3 separate regions of the Mus musculus genome follow, and regions 2 and 3 are each linked to region 1. The links are chromatin contacts, called in public HiChIP or PLAC-seq maps. All regions are on one chromosome and are shown on one strand. The core of a region is the stretch at or near the end of the contact, and the rest is flanking DNA. Distances in the headings are between cores, read along the strand shown.

Region 1 (2,924 bases), core at 316-2,815:
GAGCTGGAGGTACCGGCGGTTGTGAGCCCCCATGTGGGTGCTGGGAACCAAACCTAGGTCCTTTGCAAGAGCAGCCAGTGCTCTTAATTGCTCTCAATTTTAAAATATATGCATTTGTTGTTTAGTTTTGTTTTGAAACAAACTCTCACTATGTAGCCTTGGCTGACCTGGAAATCATTAAGTAGACCAAGTTGGCCTTGAACTCATAAAGACTGGCCTGCCTCTGCCTCCTGAATGCTGGGATTAATCTCTTCTTTTTAGACAGGACCTCATTATGTATCCCAGGCTGGCTTGGAACTTGAGATCTTTGTCCCAAATGGACTCCTCTGACATGTAAGATAGATGGATAGATAGATGGATAGATGGATGAATAGATAGATAGATAGATAGATCAGACAGACAGATAGGAGATAGACATACCGTACCAGTTCTGCTCCTCTAGAGAACCCTAATGCAGGGAGGATCACAAGTTTGAAGTCAGCCTGGACTACAGAGATCTAAAAACACCCAGACAGGTGCTGGTGAGGCGCTTCAGCTCAGCAACCTGAGTTTAAACCCCAGGGCCCACAAGGTAAAAGAAGAGAACCAACTCTTGCAAGTTGTCCTCTACATCGGCATCTGGGTGCCACGGCACATGAGGCACTAACCAGCTACAGCCTGCACACAAAGCAGTGACTACAGTTGTCATCGTGCTTACCTGTCAGTTCCGTTGTGAAAGGGTTGTTTTTGTGTGTACATGAGTGTGTGCTGCTGGAATTGGAGCCGGGGGCTTCCTGCATACTAGGCAGGGGCTCTACCACTGAGCCACGCCCCCAGCCCCTCACTGGGGGATTCTAGGCAGGGGCTCTACCACTGAGCCACGCCCCCAGCCCATCACTGGGGGATTCCAGGCAGGGGCTCTACCACTGAGCCACGCCCCCAGCCCCTCACTAGTACATTTTAGATATAAGTGCCCTACAGCTGAGCCATGCTCCCATCCCTTAGTTTCATTGTTACCACTGTTAAGTCTCTCTCTCTCTCTCTCTCTCTCTCTCTCTCTCTGTGTGTGTGTGTGTGTGTGTGTGTGTGTGTGTGTGTGGTCACTGAGTCTCTTCAGGTTTCGCTTTTCTCCACAGTCTCTTTTGGAGACAAGGAAGTTGCTGTGTATCTCAGGCTATCCTCCTTAAACTCATTGAAATCCACTTCATCAGCCTGCCAAGTGTTGGAAATTGCAGGCATAGGTTAATCCACGGGGTCCTGAGGCTCTCTGTCAAGGCAAAGGGTTCTCAAAGCAGGGAGCAAACACTCTCAGGGTCCATACATGAAATCAATGGATTGAGTATTGGGGAGTCAATTTCAGTGGGGATCCAGTGTTACAGAAAACCTTATGAGAAAGCCAGAGGAATGCCCAACAATGACTCCCAGTCCTCAGTTTGGAGCAGAGAGTGGAGGATGTCCCATATCCCTTCAGCTATTTTCTCACTGAGCATGAGTGGCCCAGGAATTGGCAACTCCGTTCTAGCCAATGGAATCCATCAGAACCATTCTGGAGGGCCAGGCAGTGCAAGGAGCAGAAGAATGGTGGGTGTGTGGCCTGGAGCGCATCTAGTTAGCAGAGCAGAGGACAAAGGCAACATGGGACACCTGCTGTCCGGGTGCCTGCCACACCCTCATTCTTTGGGATGTGTGGATTGATTGATGGCCTTAACTGAGGGAAGGAGACAATAAGATAATGGGCAGCTGGCAGTGATAGCATCTCTTATTGGGAAATACCCGGGGTTTTAATCACAGGGCCCTAATTTTTTATTTTCATTTATATATTTTTAGGTTTATCCTATTTTTATCTATAAGTGTGCATGTGTTCTATGCCACAAGTGTGAATTCAGGCTTAACTTCTCCAGCCTCTATTTGTTTTTGTTTGTTTTTTGGTTTGGTTTTTTGAGACAGGGTTTCTCTGTGTAGCCCTGGCTGTCCTGGAACTCGCTTTGTAGACCAGGCTGGCCTCGAACTCAAAAATCCAACCACCTCTGCCTCCCAAGTGTTGGAATTAAAGGCCTGTGCCACCATGCCTGGCTTGTTTTTGTTATTGTTGTTATGACAGGATCTCACTGTAGCTCTTGGCTGCCTGGAAATCCCTAGATCAAACTGGCTGTGAACTCACAGAGATCCACCTGCCTCTGTCCTCTCTAGTGCTGGGATTAAAGGCATGTGCCATTCCCCACCCCAGCAATTTTTCTAATCTTTTGAGACAAAGTATCATTCTACACCCAGGCGGGCCTCAAACTTCCGGGATCTGCCGGCCTCCGCTTCCCACACGCTGGGATTACAGGTGTGTGCCATTGTCTCCAACTTGTTTTGTTTTATTTTTTCTTATTACTATGTAGCCAAGGCTCTCTTCAAAGTCACTGGGTAGCCTATGCCGGTCTTGAACTCACACTTCTGCCTCAGTCTCCCAAGGGCTTGGATTACAGGCATGCTCGCTATGACCTTTGATTGTAGGGTCTTGGAGAATAGCGCTGACCCACAGTAAAGATTTTTGGCTCCTTCTCTGTATTAGCCTGTGTATTGGCTAGTTTTTGTGTCAACTTGACACAGCTGGAGTTATCACAGAGAAAGGAGCTTCAGTTGAGGAAATGCCTCCATGAGATCCAACTGTAAGGCATTTTCTCAATTAGTGATCAAGGGGGCAAGGCCCCTTGTGGGTGGGACCATCTCTGGGCTGGTTGTCTTGGGTTCTATAAGAGAGCAGGCTGAGTAAGCCAGTAAAGAACATCCCTCCATGGCCTCTGCATCAGCTCCTGCTTTCTGACCTGCTTGAGTTCCAGTCCTGCATCCTTTGGTGATCAACAGCAGTATGGAAATGTAAGCCGAATAAACCCTTTCCTCCCCAACTTGCTTCTTGGTCATGATGTTTGTGCAGGAGTAGAAACCCTGACTAAGACAAA
Region 2 (2,924 bases), core at 152-2,651, 60 kb after region 1:
TCAGTGAAAGACAAAAGGATCCCTGGGACTTCCAGATTGTTTGAGAGACCCTGTTCCAGAAAAATAAAGTGTATGCCTAGCAAGATGGCTCAGTATATGACGGAGCCTGCCCGACACCCGAGTTCAATCCCCAGAACCCACCGCTGAAGGAAAGATGACCTCTGACCCACACACATGCAACGACACTCCCATGCATGTGTTGCACCTACACACAATAAAAACACATAAAAAAATAAATAAGTACATAGATAAATAATGAAAAGTGATTGACAAAGACCCTGGAAAAGACTGGAGAGATGGCTCAGTGGTTAAGAGCGTTGACTGTTTTTTTTACAGAGAACCTGAGTCTGGTTTCTGCAATAGCTCACAGCCATTTGTAACTCCAAGGCTCACAGCACCCCTGCCTGCCTCTGTGGATACTGCATGCATGTGGTTCACATAGGCACAGGAAGGCAAACACTCATATACATTGTCTTGGTTAGGGTTTCTATTGCTACAATGAAACACCGTTACCAAAAAACAAGTTGGGGAGGAAAGAGCTTATTTGGCTCATACTTCCACATTGCTGTTCATTATTGAAAGAAGTCAGGACAGGAACCCAGACAGAACAGGGACCTGGAGGCAGGAGATGATGCAGAAGCAGTGGAAGGTTGCTCCTTATGGCTTGCTCAGCCTGCTTTCTTATACAACCCAGGACTACCAGTCCAGGGACAGCACCGCTCATAATGGGTTGCTCCCCCCCCCCAATCAATCACTAATTGAGAAAATGCCCTACAGCTGGATCTCATGGAGACATTTTCTTAACGGAGGCCCCTTCCTCCCCGATGACTCTTAGTTGTGTCAAGTTAACACACAAAACCACCCAGTACACACACAAAATGAAAATAAATAATACATCTAAAATAATAACAATAGCTGAGAAGTACTGTTATCTGCCTTGGAGCCTATCACTCAAGAGGCAGAGGCAGGGGGATCTTTGTGAGTTTCAGGCCAGCCTGATCTACATAGTGTTCCTGGATAGCTACATAGTGGGTGGGAGATGGGTGGTGGTGGTAGTGAATATATAAGTAAATAAATAAATTTAAGGAGTCATGGGGGGGGGGCGTCGCTGATCTTCCTGGAGGGGAAGGGTTCGCTTAAGCTGAACAGCTGAGTAGCGATTGCTGCGGAGCCCGCGTGTTGAACGGTTCTGCTAAAGACGGATTCTGCTTCCAAGAACCGATCCTGTCTCTGCTTTCATTCTCTGGTTTCAAATCTGCGGTCAGAGCCACAGCTGAGCCTTTCGCTAGGGACCAAAGAATTTACCCTGACGACGGTGTTAGGAAAAGCTGCCTGGGGCGGAAGAGTGGGGCGGGGCGGGTCTCAGGGAAGGGGGCAGGGGAGGTGCCCGGGGTGTCCACCAGGGGATTGGCAGCCACGTTTCAGGGACAGGCGGCCTAGCTCGGCGGCCCTGGGCCGGGCTCACTCAGGCTGCAACGTTGCCCGGTGGCCCCGGGATCCTGAGCATAGAAGAAGACGGTCCACTAGGACCCCAGATCACGGGGCTGACTTCCCGGACCTCGGGTTACTCTTCGACTGCCTCCAGCGCCGGGTAGGGATTGGATCTTCCCCGCCAACTCAGAGCAGGCCGCCCGGTGAGCTCCCGGACAGGTACGGACCTGGGATGGGACTCGAGGGTCGTGTCCAAACCAGCGGCTGGAGCAGTCTGGAGAATGGAGGAGTCTCTCCACTGGCTCTGTGTGCCCCTCCCCGCCCCCAACCCACCCCACCCCAGGGACGCAGTCTCCAGGAGTCTGTACATCGTTTCCCAGACTCTTCCCTTATGCAGTGCACTCTTACACTGAGCTAGCTGTACACGTGCAAGTTGCAAAGCTACAAGTCCCACTGAGAAGACTTTACATTCCGTGTGTGTGTGTGTGTGTGTGTGTGTGTGTGTGTGTGTGGTTTTTCTTTTTCTTTTCTTTTGTACCTCTGACTGGCCTTGCTATGTAGCCCAGCCTGGCCTTGTACTCAGAGATCCCCCTGCCTCTTCCTCTTCAGTACTGGGACTAAACCCGTGCGCAGCCACACCCTACTATTTTTTACTAACATTTAAGATAGCATACAAAGTAGTGGGCTTCATTTCCCACGTTTCATACATACTTTGTTTTTATGGAACTAGGTCTACCGGGTCGATGGTGGCAGGAAAAAGTGCCTGCCGCCAAGCCTCCTGGTGATTCTCAAGACTCAGAGTTAAAGGCGAGAATGGAGACCCACGTGTTGTCCTCTGACCCACACACTAACACGCATACACATCAAACACTTGCGCAACAATAACATCTTACTTTTTATTTAAAATCAAATTTAAAAAAAAAAAAGAAGAAAAGGTTCTCCCAGCACCCCCTCTCGCAGCTCTACCCATGTCCCAAATAGCCAACCGAAAAGGGGGAAAAGAAATAGCCAGCCCAGACCAACATGTAGGCCCTGGGCCGCGGCTGGATCACTCTGGCTGGCAGCCCCTTTGCAGAATGCGTGCTTCAGGGTCTCAGGCTGTTTCCTGACTTAGCTACATTGATGCATTTCAGCTGTGTTTATTCCTTTCCGTGTAACGTTTGTTCTTCTGAGTTCATTTCTTCAGTTTATTCCACTCCCTGTCTTGGAAGTATAAATAACACAAATCTGATTTTAGTGGTTTGTTTTGTTTTGTTTTGTTCTGTTTTTCGCCAGTAGCCCTGGCGGTCCTGGAACTCGTTCTGTAGACCAGGCTGGCCTCGAACTCAGAGCCTGCCTCTGCGCAAATCTGATTTTAAACAATGACCGTGTGCTGACTAGTTTTATGTCAAATTGACACAAGCTAACATCACTTGGGAAGAGGGTCCCACAACTGAACAGATGCCCCCATCAGTTTGGCCAGTAGTACATTTTCTTAATTAGTGATTGATGTG
Region 3 (2,924 bases), core at 169-2,668, 37 kb after region 1:
GGCTGGAGAGATAGATGGCCAATTTCCCCAAAGGACCTGGGTTTAACTAGCATCACAGGTGCTCTCGACCACATGTAACTCCAGTTCCAGGGAATCCTGAAAATACCTCCTCTGACCTCCCCAGATACCAGGCACAAACATGGTGGAGACATAAATGCGGGCAAACCTCCATACACATAAAACTATTTTTTTTTTTTCGAGACAGGGTTTCTCTTTTAGCCCTGGCTGTCCTGGAATTCACTCTGGAGACCGGGTTGGCCTCAAACTCATAAATCCACCTGCCTCTGCCTCCCAAGTGCTGGGATTAAAGGCATGCGCCACCACTGCCCGACAGAGCTGGTCATAGTAATACATGTCTTTAGTCCCAGCACTCAGGAGGCAGAGGCAGGCAGGTCTCTCAGTTTGCGTACACAGTGAGTTCCAGGCTAGCCAGCCCTACAAAGTGAGACCCTGTCAAAAAAAAAAAAAAAAAAATCTGGAGCTAGACCCACTCACTAACACTACTAGTCACTTAGGAAGGTCACGGCCTCTAAGAGCCTCGGTTCCTTTTCTGTGTTAAGATGTTCGGGGAGCTGACGAGATGGCTCATTTCAAAGGTCCTGAGTTCAAATCCCAGCAACCACATGGTGGCTCACAACCATCCAGAATGAGATCCGATGCCCTCTTATGGTGTGTCTGAAGACAGCTACAGTATACTTATGTATAATAATAAATCTTTGGGTTGGAGCAAGCAGAGACTCAGCAGGTCGATCAGATCGAGCAGAACCTACCAGAGCAAGCAAGGCTGACCGGGGCAAGCAGAAGTTCTAAAAGTTCAGTTCCGGACAACCACATAAAGGCTCACAACCATCTGTACAGCTACAGTGTACTCACATACATAAGATAAATCTCTTTTTAAAATGTGCTAAGTTGCCGAAGTTCGAAACTGTAAGCTTCAGCTGATGCTTTCGATTAGCGGGGTCATTGTTGTCCTCTAGAGCCTGCTTTTTCTTGTAAATCGCGGATGACTGGATGATTGTCTGGGATTAAGGTCACGGACTGCACAAGGCGTTTAGGGGTGGAGCCTTCCACTTGGATGCCTACCCGAAATAATAGTTGTTACCAGATGCCAGGCGTCCACTGCGGATTTAGGGTCACTCCAAGTGTTGGATTGGTTGCTGAACCGCTAGGACTGTGCCAGAGCCCTGGCCTAATCTGTGTCCTCAGGTGGATTCCTAAACTGTCCACCAGTCCTAAGCCGGAAGGAGGTGGGGTCTGGATCCACAGGGCTGGACATTCGGCGAATCTCAGAGAGGTTTCGCCTGGGAAGGATAGTATTAGGCAAAGCTATAGCTATGCGGTCCTCCAGGCCGCGAAGGGGAGCTGGCAGGGGTGCCGGTGAGCACCAGCGGGCTGGGAGGAGGGTAGGCTTTGGGGACAGAGAGGCGGTAAGGGACGTGGGAGACAGTGGATGGCTTCGGGGATGTTAGTCTCGGGGTGGACGGCTGCAAAGCCTGGCAGCAGAGGCTGCTAATCACTAACATCTAACCCCTCTTCTCCTGCAGTCCCAGCCAAGCGGGGCGCGGGGACCATGGGTGCCTGGATATCCAGGACCCGGGTCCCGACGCCGGAGCCCGACCCCCAGGAGGTCCTGGACCTGAGCCGTCTGCCCCCGGAGCTGCTCCTGCTGGTACTGAGCCACGTGCCCCCGCGCACGCTGCTGATGCACTGCCGCCGAGTGTGCCGCGCCTGGCGCGCCCTGGTAGATGGCCAGGCCCTATGGTTGCTGCTGCTGGCCCGTGACCACAGCGCAGCGGGCCGCGCCCTGCTGACACTAGCCCGCCGCTGTCTGCCCCCTGCCCACGAAGACACGCCCTGCCCGCTGGGCCAATTCTGCGCACTGAGACCGCTAGGACGCAACCTCATCAGCAACCCCTGTGGCCAAGGTGAGGCGCTGAGAAGGCGGGGCCTAGAGGAAGCCTAGGGGCGGGACCAAGAGAGAACTGTAGCACAAAGGGCGGGGCCCCAAGAATGCTAATGGACAGAGCCAAGAAGGAATCCCCCGGAAGGTATTAAGGGCGGGGTCACGGGATATTTGTAGGCTGTGAGACCAGAAGGAAACCAGTGAGAGGATAGGGCGGAGTCACAAGGTATGAAATGGGCGGGGCCTAGAGTTAAACCAAGAGGCAGGTCTACAGATGTAGCAGAGGGAGGGGCTAGAAGTGGGGTCACACTTGACCCAGTTAGAGTAGCTGGAATCACCTGACCTACATAAGAGAGCGGTAGAGGGGACCAAACAGCATATCTTCTATCTGAGAGACAGGATGCACAGAGAGGCACCAAGAGCAATTAAAATCAACACATAAATATCTTTTGTTTCATTGGCTTTTACATTTTAACAATTTATTTTCGTCCCTGCGCCTGGAGTTTCAGGAGACTAAGCCTCATGGCTTGGGAGCTGGGAACTGACCCCAGGTCCTCTAGAAGAGCAGTTACAAATTTTTAAATTTTGTTAGTATATTTTGTTTTTGTTGTTGTTTTGCTTTTTGTTTTTGCGGGTTGGAAAGATAGCTCAGCGGCTAAGAGCTGCTCCTCCAAAGGACCTAAGCTCAGTTCCAAACACTCAAGTGGAGACTCACAACCATCTGTAACTCAAGTCTCAGGGAGACCACCCTTTCTTCTGGCCTCTGGAGAGAGGGCATATATACATAGTCTGCAGACATAAACTTTTAATTTTTTAAAATTATTTTGGTGTGTTGTTAAAAGGCTCAAGTCTCGCGTACAGGTGGTAGGTGCTCAGCGGCCAACTTTGTATCCACAGTTCTCTCCTTGTATTTCTGCGTGAAGTCTGATGATTAATTAGGCTAAAGTTTTCCCACTGAGCCGTCCTTCCTGCCTGCTCAGGTTTCCGATTCTTTTCAAACCTGAGGGGTGGAGGAGGGGCG

The links. HiChIP or PLAC-seq counts read pairs in DNA pulled down with a chosen protein or histone mark.
Region 2: a contact with region 1 is called in an H3K27ac HiChIP or PLAC-seq map of embryonic stem cells, with 8 read pairs. The contact joins the promoter of Fbxo17 here to the enhancer-like site in region 1. A contact is called at or near these places in 21 of 39 promoter capture datasets (the 3T3-L1 cell line, 3T3-L1-derived adipocytes, the C10 cell line and 12 more), 3 of 15 datasets of contacts at CTCF or cohesin (the NIH/3T3 cell line, pro-B cells and stem cell-derived epiblast-like cells), 103 of 484 Hi-C or Micro-C datasets (the 63-12 cell line, the AML12 cell line, the BV-2 cell line and 54 more), 19 of 115 datasets of contacts at active chromatin or transcription factors (DN3 thymocytes, T-cell acute lymphoblastic leukemia, acute myeloid leukemia and 10 more) and 4 of 9 other capture datasets (adipose tissue, embryonic stem cells, liver and 1 more).
Region 3: a contact with region 1 is called in an H3K27ac HiChIP or PLAC-seq map of embryonic stem cells, with 9 read pairs. The contact joins the promoter of Fbxo27 here to the enhancer-like site in region 1. A contact is called at or near these places in 1 of 39 promoter capture datasets (macrophages), 8 of 484 Hi-C or Micro-C datasets (the AML12 cell line, embryonic stem cells, stem cell-derived epiblast-like cells and 1 more), 11 of 115 datasets of contacts at active chromatin or transcription factors (the SCID.adh cell line, T-cell acute lymphoblastic leukemia, double positive thymocytes and 3 more) and 3 of 9 other capture datasets (adipose tissue, liver and pancreatic islet).

The regions. Positions count from the first base shown.
Region 1 is chr7:28,655,021-28,657,944 of GRCm38.p6, forward strand. No RefSeq gene overlaps it. Among named protein-coding and RNA genes, the nearest start is that of Acp7, 26 kb to the left of the region's middle. Within about 2 kb of position 1,566, at least 9 of the 459 cell types and tissues checked have an H3K27ac peak or open chromatin away from gene starts, as enhancers often do. A contact at or near this core is called in differentiating embryonic stem cells, embryonic stem cells and extraembryonic ectoderm, where this site is marked.
Region 2 is chr7:28,715,389-28,718,312 of GRCm38.p6, forward strand. It overlaps Fbxo17 (F-box protein 17), which reads left to right and starts at 1,402. Exons shown (of 7, transcript NM_015796.2): 1 at 1,402-1,650.
Region 3 is chr7:28,691,726-28,694,649 of GRCm38.p6, forward strand. Fbxo27 (F-box protein 27) reads left to right here and starts at 1,419. Exons shown (of 5, transcript NM_001163702.1): 1 at 1,419-1,925. The coding sequence starts at 1,571.